2 separate regions of the Sus scrofa genome follow, and region 2 is linked to region 1. Evidence: chromatin contacts called from public HiChIP or PLAC-seq data. All regions are on one chromosome and are shown on one strand. The core of a region is the stretch at or near the end of the contact, and the rest is flanking DNA. Distances in the headings are between cores, read along the strand shown. Region 1 holds the start of VHL (von Hippel-Lindau disease tumor suppressor). Region 2 overlaps IRAK2 (interleukin-1 receptor-associated kinase-like 2).

Region 1 (6,359 bases), core at 3,813-6,312:
CAGCAGTGACCCAAGCCAGAGCGGTGACAATGCCCAATCCTTAACCTGCTAGGCCACCAGGGAATTCCCCGTCTTACCTTTTAGAAAGACAGGCTGCTGAAATAAGTAGAGACTACGCTACTTTAAGGAGCCCAGCCCTTAGTGATTTTTGTCTGATGTTGGGCAATGTATCCAAACTTTCTACATCCTATTCTCCACTGTAAATAAAATGGAAGTAATCTATTTGTATGCTCTATGTTGAACAAAGATGTCATGGTGTCTCAATAGCTCTTTGGGTTTGTCAAGAGCGGGCTAAATTAAAATACTTGATTGTAGGAGTTCCTGTCGTGGCGCAGTGGTTAATGAATCTGACTAGGAACCATGAGGTTGCAGGTTCAATCCCTGGCCTTGCTCAGTGGGTTAAGGATACGGTGTTGCCGTGAGCTGTGGTGTAGGTCACAGACACAACTCAGATCCCACGTTGCTGTGGCTCTGGTGTAGGCCGGGGGCTACAGCTCTGATTAGACCCCTCGCCTGGGAACCTCCATATGTCACGGGAGCAGCCCTAGAAATGGCAAAAAGACAAAAAATAAAATAAAATACTTGATTGTAGAAGTATGACTGCATCCTGTTTCCCCGGCCTTACTGCAGAATTATGCCCTGGAGTCTCAGGAGAAAAGGTGAGAAAATGAGATATTGTGGTTTATTTATGACTTTTAGCATTGTATCTTTTTTTCTGGTTGCACCCACAGTATACAGAAGTTCCTGGGCCTATGCCACAGCTGTGTCAATGCTGGATCCTTAAATCACTGTGCCAGAGCAGAAATATTTTTTAAATAATAATAATAATAATTTATTTTTGTTCAGCCACACCTGAAGCATGTGGAAGTTTCCAGGACAGAGATCAAACCCATGCCACAGCAGCAACCTGAGCCGCTGCAGTGACAACACTGAATCCTTAACTCACTGCACCAATTTCATTCCTATCCTTTAATGAAATTTAACCCAGTCGAGCTCCAAGTGCCAACCAGAAGTTAAAGAAAAATCATCATTGGAGTTCCCACTGTGGATGGGTGGTAACAAACTCAACCAGCATCCATGAAAACGCAGATTCAATCCCTGGCCTTGCTCAGTGGGTTAAGGATCCAACATTGCCATGAGCTGTGGTGTAGGCTGCAGATTCGACTCGGATCTGGCATTGCTGGGCGGTGGTGTAGGCTGGCAGCTGCAGCTCTGATATGACCCCTAGCCTGGGAACTTCCATATGCCGGTGAGGCCCTAAAAAGACAAGCAAATGAACGAACAAAAAAAGGATGATCTTTTGGGTTAAAAAAAAAAAAAACAAATTACTGGAGTTCCCTGGTGGCTCAAGGGGTTAAGGATTCAGCGTTGTCACTGTTGTGGCTGCTGTGATGTGGGTTTGATTCCTGGCCCAGCAATTTCTGTATGCCACAGGTGCAGCCAAAAAAAAAAAAAAAAAAAGAAAAAGAAAAAACCCAAATACCTGCAGCTTTGTAAGGTTCAAACTAATATGTGTTTCAAGGCTATGGGTATACAAAAGTGAGCAATGGAAGTTAAATGTAGGAATTTTTGCCTTGGAGAATACCGTTAAAGAGTAAATTCTATAGGAATTCCCTAGTCATAGAGCGGATTAAGAATCTGGCACTTTCACTGAGCAGCTTGGGTTGCTGCTGAGGCACAGGTTTGATCCATGCCATGGGTGCAACTAAAAAATAAAAAGTAAGATGGAACATCAGTACCTGGTAGTGTGATATTGGCAAAAATCGGCTGTCCATCAACATTGAGAGATGGCACAAATAGTTCAGTTTGGTTAACTAGAAGCCCATCGGATGTCCCAGCATCTCGGAAGAGCCAAAGGTGACCTGTTAAGACAAGCGAGGTTATATAGCCACGCACCTATTTCCTTCATCTCCCCCAGATTAACACTGAAATATTTGCCTCTCGTTCTGCTTAAATTCTATACCTAGCCCTTCCAATAATGTTATCTTACTCAATCCTCACAACAGACCCAGTTACAGATGAGGAAAAAAGGTCTGAGAAAGCAAGGTGACTCCCTCAAGACAAAAGGACAGTAAGCAGAAGATCAAATACTTAAGTCTCCAAAACCCGCACCCTTTCTGCTACCATGGGGCAAAAGCACAGCCTGTGAACTGCAAATCACACCAATGCCGCAAACTAAAAGCAGAGAAAAGGTCATCAACTCCTCAGATCTGTGCTTCTCAAGAACAGGAAGGTACAAAAACATGAGGTTGAGAGAAAAAAGCCAGACAGAATAGGACACATTCTGCAGGAAGAGATCAAACTAGTCAATGGTGTGAAAAATCAGAAGAGTGTAAAGGGGCAGGAGGGAACTTTCTGGGATGGTGGAAAGATTCTATTCTGTAACTTGATCTAGGTGTTGTCAAAACCCATCAAACCCTAAGATCTGTGTATTTTACTATATGTAAATTACACCTGAATTTAAGAAACAAAACAAATATATCTTTTTTTTTTTTTTAAGGGCTGCAGCGGCATATGGAAGTTCCAGGCTAGGGGTCAAATCAGAGCTGCAACTGCCAGCCTATGCCACAGCAACTCAGGATCAAAGCTGTGTCTGCGACCTACACCACAGCTCATGGCAACACCAGATCCTTAACCCACTGAACAGGGCCAGGGATCGAACCCACATCTTCATGGATACTAGTCAGGTTCATTACCGCTGAGCCACAATGGGAACTCCCAAAACAAATACATCTTAAACAAAAAAAAAAAAAAAAAAAGGAGTTGTTCCCATCATGGCTGAGTGGTTAACAAACCCAACCAGTATCCATGAGGATGCAGATTCGATCCCTGGGTTAAGGATCTGGTGTTGCCATGAGCTGTGGTTTAGGTCCCAGATACGGTTCAGATCCTGCATTGCTGTGGCTGTGGTGTAGGCTGGCAGCTATAGCCCTGATTTGACCCCCTAGCCTGGGAACCTCCATTTGCTTGGGTGCAGCCCTAACAAGACAAAAAAAAAAGGAGAGTGAAAGGAGACAAATCCCCAGGACTAAGAGTCAGTTTAAGGAGGGAGGAGTTTGTCTCAGAATAAAAACAGTATGTGTTTCTAGGGCACAAACTTGCTTGAAGATTTGGTGGGAAAATTTAAGAAATGTAAAGTGGGAAGTTATTTTTTTTATTGAACTAAAATACACATAATATAAAACTATTTTAACCATCTTAAGTGTATAGTTTAGTAACATTAAGTACGTCTGCACGGGAAGTAATTTTTTTGAAATGTTTATATTAAATCAGGAACAAATAAATTTTGGAGAAGGATGCAAAATCCACAAAATTTCCTAGAAAAAATAGGAGACTACAGAAATGTTGATGCCTGGCACAACTGTGCTCTTCCTCATTTGATATTAAGGGAACTTTGATGTAAAAGTTTAAAGAGCATTACTAAGTACACCACCCTCAAGGAAAAAAAGATCCATGGAGATCCTGCAAGGGGAGTTCCCGTAGTGGCTCAGCAGAAACAAATCAGACCTGGAGTTCCCGGTTGTGGTGCAGTGGTTAATGAATCCGACTGGGAACCACGAGGTTGCAGGTTCGATCCCTGGCCTCGCTCAGTGGGTTAAGAATCCAGTGTTGCCGGGACCTGTGGTGTAGGTTGCAGAGGCAGCTCAGATCCCGAATTGCTGTGGGTGTGGTGCAGGCAGGTGGCTACAGCTCCAATTGGACCCCCAGCCTGAGAACCTCCATATGCCTCGGGTGCGACCCTAAAAAGACCAAAAAAAAAAAAAAAAAAAAAAATCTTGCAAGGAAGGTAGTGAAAATTAAGCAAGTATTAACTTCTCTTCTTGAAAGCCAAGGAAGATGACTGCCTCCTTGGGCAGTAAAGCCTAGATATCCCCCACCTGGGTTACTAGGACAGTTTCTTAACCTTTACCAGTAGTCTTTCCCCTCCAAACCACTTTGCCACCTGGTAAGCTTTTCAGTGTTATGTCTGGCAACGCCATTCCCTGCTTAAAACTTTCAATGGCCCCATTTCTCAGGGATAAAGTAAACTTTCAGGCTTCCTCTCCCACCATTCCATACCCTCTCCTCTCCCCAAGACCCCAGGTGGTAGGTTCACTCTGCCTATTACTCTCACCTCCTAACCCGGTTGGTTAGATCCCATTCAAACCCTGCAGAATTCTCTTTCTTCTCCGAAAGCGCACACCCCTCCCTTTCTCTGAGCTGGTGCCCCGCCGAACTCTGCTCCAACCACAACACTTAGGACACTGGCTAGTTCTTATCTATTTATGCATTTGTCTCGTCTACTGCACTGGACCATGTACTTCATGAACGCAGGGATCTGAGGCGGAGCTGGCCCACTGGGCACATCAGAGGATATGAGATTCTCCCCTTCACATACAGAACAAATGGGCGTCAGGGATGGAATACACATGTGGCCATCATCAAATGCAAATTATTCAGTTTTAGAACAATGGGCTGTCACGTACTGGCAGCGTCAACCTCTCTGGGGCCTCAGTTACTCAAGGGTAAAATGGGAATACTAACGACAATAGCATCTGCCTTCCCGGATCGGGAGGGGACTCGGTGAGACGTGCCACCGTTGGTTGCCGTTGTTATCAGGCCTGGAGCACTGGGCGCAGCTCAGCACGGGCGACGGCAGGCGCTCGCTGCCCACGGGGACAAAGCGGCGGCGCGGCCCGGCGCGACAGGACGACCCCGGCCAACCTACCTCGGTAACTGTGGATGCGGCGGCCCGTGCCGGGGGGGAGCGTCGGGTAGGGCTGCGGCTCGCCGTCGAAGTTGAGCCACACGGGCAGCACGACGCGCGGGCTGCGGTTGCAGAAGATGACCTGGGACGGCTCCCGCGAATTCACCGAGCGCAGCACAGGCCGGGACCGCCCGGCCTCCATCTCCTTGGCGCCCAGCTCTTTGGAGTCAGACTCTTCCGTGCCAGACTCGGCGCCCGCCTCCTCCGCGCCGGCCCGGGCCTCTTCCGCGTTCCCCGCCTTCCCAGCCTTCCGGGGCATTACGTCGGACAGCCTGGACTACCCGGGCCTCGCCGGGCGGGGCGGGGGCGGGGCGTGCGTGCGCGTCCCCGGGCCTGCGCGCTGTTTTCGCGCGCGCTCGATGGAGAGGGTGGGCTACACCCCCTAAGATGGCTGGTTTGAGGCTGCGCGCATGCGCAGGTGCATCCTCTAAGCAGGGGCCGAGACCTTGCTGAGGCCGAGGCTATCACTGGCTATCCGGATGCCCGGTTTCCCGTATAAGTTGGATTCATGTGCGACCCATACGTTTTTGGCACAGCGTTCTTTAGCTCCATTCATTCTCTTAAGACCTTCGTGGTTTTTGTTATATCCTGCCCAACATCTGCGCTGTTTAATAATTTTCTCATTGATCATTTTTCTCTTTTGTCTCCATTTTGGGTCACAAAATTCGAATTTTGCACAGAAAAGTAGAATAAAGTGAAAATTTAGCTATCATCCCACTTCCCCCAGCCGCCTAGAGGTCCCTGGAGGCAACAAATATCATCAGTTTTTTTGTTCTTCCCTTCCAAGTTGTTCTACACATACGCAAGCAATTAAACATGTTTAGGAATTTTTTTTTTTTTTTTTTTTCGCCACCTGGGCATGCAGTTCCTGGGCCAGAGATCAGATCTGAGCTGCAATTGCGACCTATACTGCGGGTGCAGCGACGCTGGATCCTTTAACCCACAAACCTGTGTCCTGGCGCTTCAGAGATGCTGCCAATCCTGTTAGGTCACAGTGGGAACTTCAAAAAGGAATTTAATATCACTACAGTCAATGGAAATTCATTTACTATAGAAGGGTACAGTGGAACTAATCTCAAAACAAGTTACCGGGTTTTATCTATTAAACAAACGTAAAGGCGCTGAGCCTGCACTCTTCTTAAACAGCCAGGCGTTAGATGTTAGATACTGAGTGTTTAGTTGTTAAGTCAATTTTTTTCTGGACATAATTAGAAAGATTAAAGGAAACTGAAAAGGGAATCATTTTCATAGTTCAGTCTCTGCACTCTGTAATTCGTACCCACCTGGGTTCTCATTCCAGGTTTAGCTTCAAGTATGTGATCTTATTGCAGAAACCCTGGCAGCGGAAGGAGACAAAGGGCACTTGGAGATGCAGACAAAAGAAGGGTTTATTCAGCCCCTGTGCAGGCTCAGAGGAGCTCAGGCTCCAGAGTCTGAGCACCAGGTCTTTGGTCTCAGCAGCTTTTATACAATACAGCGTCTTGTTCTTTCCATGTAAGCAGCCAGGGACCTCCCCTTTCCCCTAGCAGACAGTGTTCCTGCCTAAGAAACTGAGCAAGCAAGGTTGCAGAAGCAAAACTGATAAGCAATGCTTGGATCACTCACTATTAGC
Region 2 (6,396 bases), core at 430-2,929, 64 kb before region 1:
TGCTGTGCCACATGGGAACTTCCAGAAGTTATTGTTTTTATTAAAGGGCTGAAATTAACTTTTACCAGTGTAAAGACAAACCCTATTTGATTGCCTGACATATAGAGAGAAAAAACAGATTTTCCCCAAACATTCTAAACTCCATTATCAAGAAAAAGTATTTACTGGTTGGCTCGCAAAGTGGGGAGGTTATCGCGACTTTGCACAGGGGCAAATCAAACCCTGGACCAGGCCTCATTGGCATCTGTAAAATGGGTACAGTAGAGGTCCCTGCCTGCCCACCCCTCCACCCTTCACAGCTTCGAACCACAAGCACTGGGTTGTCTTACCAAGTAAACCGGGCTTCGGGCGGTATCCACAGCAGGGATGCCAGTGAGCACCTCAGCTAACACCTGCAGAGAACACAGAGTCAGCATGGGGCAGACACCCATGCACAAGTTTAGATAGGAGATTCTGGCCCAGAGAGAGGCTTCCTCTTGGGAACAAAGCCTGAGCTCTAGGCCTGGCTCTCCCATTTGCCAGCATAGACATTTACCCAAAATCTGGAACATGGGAACATCACTAAATCCCTCTTCCAACTAAACATGCCACTCAGCTGACAGGAGAAGGTTTGAATTAATTGATAGCAAGGCACGGAGGATGAAAACCAAATGTGTGTGTATCAGATAGACAGATAAATACATCTCTCTCTCTCTCTTTATACACACACACACACACACACACACACACACATACACTATACATCTATCTATCTATCTAACTATATATACATACACCCACACTATAAAGATTTCATTTATTTATTTATTTATTTATTTATTTATTTATTGTCTTTTTGCCTTTTCTAGGGCTGCTTCCTGTGGCATATGGAGGTTCCCAGGCTGGGGGTCCAGTCGGAGCTGTAGCCATCAGCCTACACCAGAGCAACGCGGGATCCGAGCCGCATCTGCGACCTACACCACAGCTCATGGCAATGCCAGATCCTTAACCCACTGAGCGAGGCCAGGGATCGAACCCGCAACCTCATGGTTCCTAGTCAGATTCATTAACCGCTGCGCCACGACGGGAACCCCAAAGATGATTTCATTTAATACCCATCAGAAATGGTAGGCAGGCACTGCTATGTCAATCTCAGGAAAAGGAGGAACCACATGCAGATAAGCATTCTAGACAGAAAGTCTCAGCAACATCCACAGCATGTTTCACCCACAGGCTTTTGCTAACATCCTCCACTCGTTAATTCATCTGTTCCCAAAAAAAGCACAGCCCTGAGCCAGTGTGAGCCACCACAAAATCGACCAACTGTGATTTGTGTCTTAAACGGGAAACCTGCTTTGAACAGGAATTCTCAGCAGAGGTAACAGCATGCTGGCTAAGGAGTCTATAGTCAGGCCTGGGTTCAAATTCTCTGGGTCTTACATGCTTAGGTGATCTCTGGGCAACTAAAATCTGAGCCTGTAACCTTCTCTGGTAAATGGTGACCTAGCAGTTGTAAGTATGAGGGAGTGAGTACCCCATCTGTGGTGTCAAATCTCCCTCCCACAACTTCTCTCAAAGTCAGAAAATAGGTCACAGTACTGCTGAGAAATCCTCTGCCCTCAAAGGAAGGGCCTGCAGGGTAACTAACAGGCGGCAGTGGCCAGGAAAGGGCAGCAGAGGGCACCCTTGCAGTGGGCAGACGGGCCCTTGAAAAGGGACTCCTGACCAGCTCCTGCAAGGGAGGGGGAGCTAAGGGGAAAGAAACAAACATTTCCTCTGCCCCTTCCACATGGTAGGCCTTTGACAGACGTCATTTAGTGCTCATCAAAAAACCACAGAGAAGCACAGCGCTCTCCACAGAGGAACCAAAGTTCAAAATCACACCATCCATCAGTGGCAGAGCTGAGAAAAAGACTGAAGGGAGCCAGGAGGCACTCACTGAGTGAGTGAAAGAAGGAAAGAAGGAAGGAAGGAGGAACTCAAATGAGCTGATTTAAAAGGTCAAGATTGGGGAGTTCCCGTTGTAGCACAGTGGAAATGAATCCAACTAGTATCCATGAGGATGAGGGTTCAATCCATGGCCTTGCTCAGTAGGTCAGGGATCCAGGCTGCTGTGAGCTGTGGTGTAGGTCGCAAACATGGCTCGGATCCTGCGTTGCTATGGCTGTGTGCAGGCCAGTAGCTATAGCTCCGATTTGACCCCTATCCTGGGAACTTCCATATGCCACGGCCCTAAAAAAATGCAAAAAATAAAATAAATAAAAAATAAAAAGTCAAGAGTGAACAAAAATAAGGAGTGAGGGCATGAAGGTAGGAATAATTGCAATAACCACAATAATCATCATCTTGATCTATGCAAGGTACTCTGCTAACCAGTTTATATACATTACCTCCATATGTATCATTACCCCCATTTTACAGAGGATAAAACTGAGGCCCAGAATTATAGGTGATACCCTAGGTCACATAGCTGAAAGCAATTGCAACCCCGTGCACCTAAGTTCTTCTACACTATAGTGCCTGCATCCTTAGGGTCCAGTTCCCCTACTTCTCAAAGGAGCAGGAGCCTGGGCTGGCCTTACTGAACTCACCAAGCCCCTGGCAGTGGGGCTGGGGGAGGGTGGGGGCATTAGAGGGCAAGGAAATCAGAAGGCCCAATGGGCTAAAAGGCAGAGGGAAGCAGAATCTGGCATTGTTGGGCTGAGGGCAGAAGTGGCTCAGAGGAAGGGCATTAGTGGGAGAAGCAGAGGACAGGAGACCGTGGTCACAGAAAGGAAGTGGAGAGTTTGAGGCTGGAGAAGAGAAAAGGCAAAAGGTCCAAGACGCAGCTAGTGGCTCTTGGCAGAGGTCACTTTTCTCAGCCAGCATTTCCCAGGCTGGGATCTATGGGTCTCCGATGTTTAGAGATACGAAGAAAACAAGGTTCCATAGTCAAATGAATTTGGGAAACGCTACATATGTTTGCTGGGCTATGGTAAATTCAGTTACCAGGTTGAAGGCTCATTACCACATTAAAGGCTCTGATTTTGTGGTCACTTTCTTTTCTTCTGCTTAGCTTTGTTCAACCCAGCATTTCTCAAACCTATTTAAACATGTCAAAACCTCTTTTTTTTTTTTTTTTTGGCTGTATGTGCAGCATGTGCAAGTTCCCACGTTAGGGATTGAACTCACGCCAGGGCAGCGACCCAAGCCACTGCAGTGACAATCCGGATCCTCAACCTGCTGTGCCACAAGGGAACTCCCATTAAAATCTTTTAAACACATGTAACCTATCGAGTTCTCAGGGAACTTGTGTGCTATAGAAATTACTTTGGAGGTCTACACTCAGGCCATGAACTCGAGGGGGAGGGATTGTGTTTTAGTTACATTTACTTTCCAAGGGCGTGGCACACAGTAATGATGGATGGGGGTGGTGACAGGATGGAAGGGTGGATGGGTAGACAGACACCGAATGGATGGGTGGCTGCTGTGTGGCTGAACAGACAATTGGAGAGACAATTAGACGGCTCGATGGATGTGAACCAGGGAAGTCAGGAGATACCTGTAGCCTACCGGTATCTGGACATGTGTGAGTAGCTTTATGTCAGGGCTGGCAAACTTTTTCTCTAACAGGCTAGATAGTAATATTTTTGGTTTTGCGAGCCACAAGCAGTCTTTGTCACATATTCTTTTACTATTATTGCTATTATTAAATATGATTAAATCTTTTATAAGCATAAAAACTTTTTTTTAATGGCCACACCCATGGCATATGGAAGTTTCTGGGTCAGGGATTGAATCTGAGCCGTACCTGTGGCAACAGTGGACCCCTTAACCCATGCACCAGGCCAGGGACTGAACTAACGCCTCCCCAGCAACTGTAGCCACTACAGTTGGATCCTTATCCCACTGTACCACAGAAGGAACCCAAAAAAATTCTTAATTATAGGCCATACAAAATAAACCATGGAGGAAAAAAAAAATAGACCAACAGGAGTTTCCTGGTGGCTCAGCAGGTTAAGAATTAGGCCTTGTCATTGCTGTGACTCAGGTCATTGCTATGGCACAGGTTCAATTCCTTTGTATGCACAGGAGCAGCCCATCCTCGCCCCAAACAAACAAACAAAAAATAGGCCCTGGAGTTCCCATGATGGCGCAGTAGAAACGAATCCAACTAGGAACCATGAGGTTGCGAGTTCGATCCCCAGCCTCGCTCAGTGGGTTGAGGATCCAGTGTTGCCATGAGCTGTGGTATAGGTTGCAGATGTAGCTTGGATCCTGAGTTGCTATGGCTATGGCTGTGGCTGGCAGCTGTAGCTCTGATTTAACTCCCCAGCCTGGGAACCTCCAGATGCTGTGGGTGAGGCCCTCAAAAGCCAAAAGCTGGGGGGAAAAAAAAGGCCCTGGGCCAGTTCTAACCTGTGGCCATAGTTTGCCAACCTCCTCTGTACTTGATGAAACATTTCTAAGACCCTCTGTTATGTGCTTCCAAAGCAGCCAGGGAAAGGACAAATGTGTGCAGGCCCAAATTTAAGCTGAGAGGGAAGCCCTTACTACGCCACAGCTGAAGATATCCACTCGCTTTGTCAGCTGCCCCACTCTGATGAAATCCTCTGGAAGATATGCAGCTGAGGCCTGGAAAAGGTGAGTCTTCATCATGGTATATTTTGACCTTTTGTTGACAGGACACAGGTGAGCCATCGGATGAGCCAGCTTGGGAGTGAAGTTTTGGTCCAGCAAAACGTTGGAGCTGTGGGAAAGGAAGCAGAGAACCTTCTCATTTTCAGGTGGACAAGAAGAGGCTGTCATGGAAACCCTTTAGGAAAAACACTTAGTGAGCAGTGCCAACAAGTCAGAGTCACTGAGGACCCTCAACAAGTTCATGAGCCAGTCTTTATAAGGGGAGGGGGGAATTGGAAGCCCATCCCCGCCAGCAAATGGGGATGGAGCTGAGATTATCCTACTGCCCCAGAAATGGCATTTGGTAGCCAAAGAGGTACAGCCATCCTGATCCCCACAGATGTCAGCCCTGATCAACCTCAGCCTGATGAGCACATGGGTTGTCGGCTCTGTTCCTTCCAAAGCTGTTCTAACCCCCAGCTCTGGCCCAGCTGACTCTAGATGCCAGCATCCTTTGGACTTGAACCTGCCCAGATTGTGGGGAATAAGAAGAGCAATAAAAATATTCTTGGAGCCAGTCATCTAAACTGTGGGAATGAACACTCTCAGAAAGTACAAAGGAAAAAAATTTTTAACACTAAGCGACATGTATAAATACATTCAAACTAAACCCCAAATGGTTTTTAAAAAGTAGACACTGGAGTTCCTTGGTGGCCTAGCAGGTTAAGGATCTGGCATTGTCACTGCTGTAGCTCGAGTCACTACTGTGGTGTAGCTTTGATCCCTGGCCCGGGAACTTCTGCATACTGTGGGCATGGCCAAAAATATATAATATATGCATTTGGGGAGTTCCCTGGTGGCCTGGTGGTTAAGGATCCAGTGTTGTCACTACTGTGGCTTGGGCCACTGCTGTGGTGTGGCTTCAATCCCTGGCCAGGGAACTTCCGCATGCCCCGGGAGAGGAAAAAAAAAAAAGTAGACACCAATTCCAATATTCACTATTAGGAATGATTATGTAAATCAAGGGCAATACCTTCAACAGAAGAAGTCATGAAAAATGATAACACGCAATGTGGGAAAATGTAATCATGGGAGAAAAAAGAATATGAAGTAGTAACTAGGAAGTGGTGCTCCCTTAGGGCTAAGACTTCTGTGCAGACAGGGGCTGGGAAAAAACCAGAATAATGGAGGTCAGCTGGTGCGTCAAGGCAGCCGGGCCAGCATGACCTCTTGCCCTTTCATTTCCTTTCTTGCTATTACAATTGTTTCTGCAATCAAATAAAAATCAGGGGGAGAAAAGAGGAAAGGGATTCTACTCGCCAAACGGGGAGAGAACTTTGGGGAAGTGGGAGTTCTAGTTTCGAGGTCAGCTTTGCCAGATTTTCCAGAATCCCTCCCCACAGTCCCAGTCTTCAGATGGGGCGCTCTTGCTCCTGGGAACAGGTACTGAAATGCTGCAGTGCACCCTTAACCCCTGTCACAGTATCTATGACAAAAAGATACACAAGCGGGGGCAGGTCTCCAAGAAGAGCCTGAGTTAGGAGCTCAAAAGTCCAGGGGGCCTGGCACACATGGCCCACAGTGCAAGGATGAAGTCCAGGCCAGCTGCTGGGGCAGGAAGTGAAATACCGCAGGGGTACAGAGAGCCTGCTGGGGAAATACCAGCTCAGAAAGAGACAGGTATTTAATGCTAGAGAGAGGCAGTTAATGCTGACAGCAATCAGAGACAGACTACAACCCAGACTGCTGTTTTGTTTTTGTTTGTTTGTTTGTTTGTTTTGTTTTTGGGTTTTTTTTTTTTTTTTTGGTCTTTTGTCT

Evidence for each region. HiChIP or PLAC-seq counts read pairs in DNA pulled down with a chosen protein or histone mark.
Region 2: a contact with region 1 is called in an H3K27ac HiChIP or PLAC-seq map of alveolar macrophages. The contact joins the enhancer-like site here to the promoter of VHL in region 1. A contact is called at or near these places in 10 of 47 Hi-C or Micro-C datasets (adipose tissue, blood, embryonic fibroblasts and 4 more) and 1 of 2 datasets of contacts at active chromatin or transcription factors (alveolar macrophages).

Annotation. Positions count from the first base shown.
Region 1 is chr13:66,333,238-66,339,596 of Sscrofa11.1, reverse strand. VHL (von Hippel-Lindau disease tumor suppressor) reads right to left here and starts at 5,062. Exons shown (of 3, transcript XM_003483214.4): 1 at 4,709-5,062; 2 at 1,740-1,862. The coding sequence starts at 5,006.
Region 2 is chr13:66,394,139-66,400,534 of Sscrofa11.1, reverse strand. IRAK2 (interleukin-1 receptor-associated kinase-like 2) reads right to left here. Exons shown (of 13, transcript XM_021069319.1): 9 at 4,513-4,708; 10 at 330-392. Among named protein-coding and RNA genes, the nearest start is that of TATDN2, 24 kb to the left of the region's middle. Within about 2 kb of position 1,679, at least 16 of the 83 cell types and tissues checked have an H3K27ac peak or open chromatin away from gene starts, as enhancers often do. A contact at or near this core is called in adipose tissue, alveolar macrophages, embryonic fibroblasts and 1 more, where this site is marked.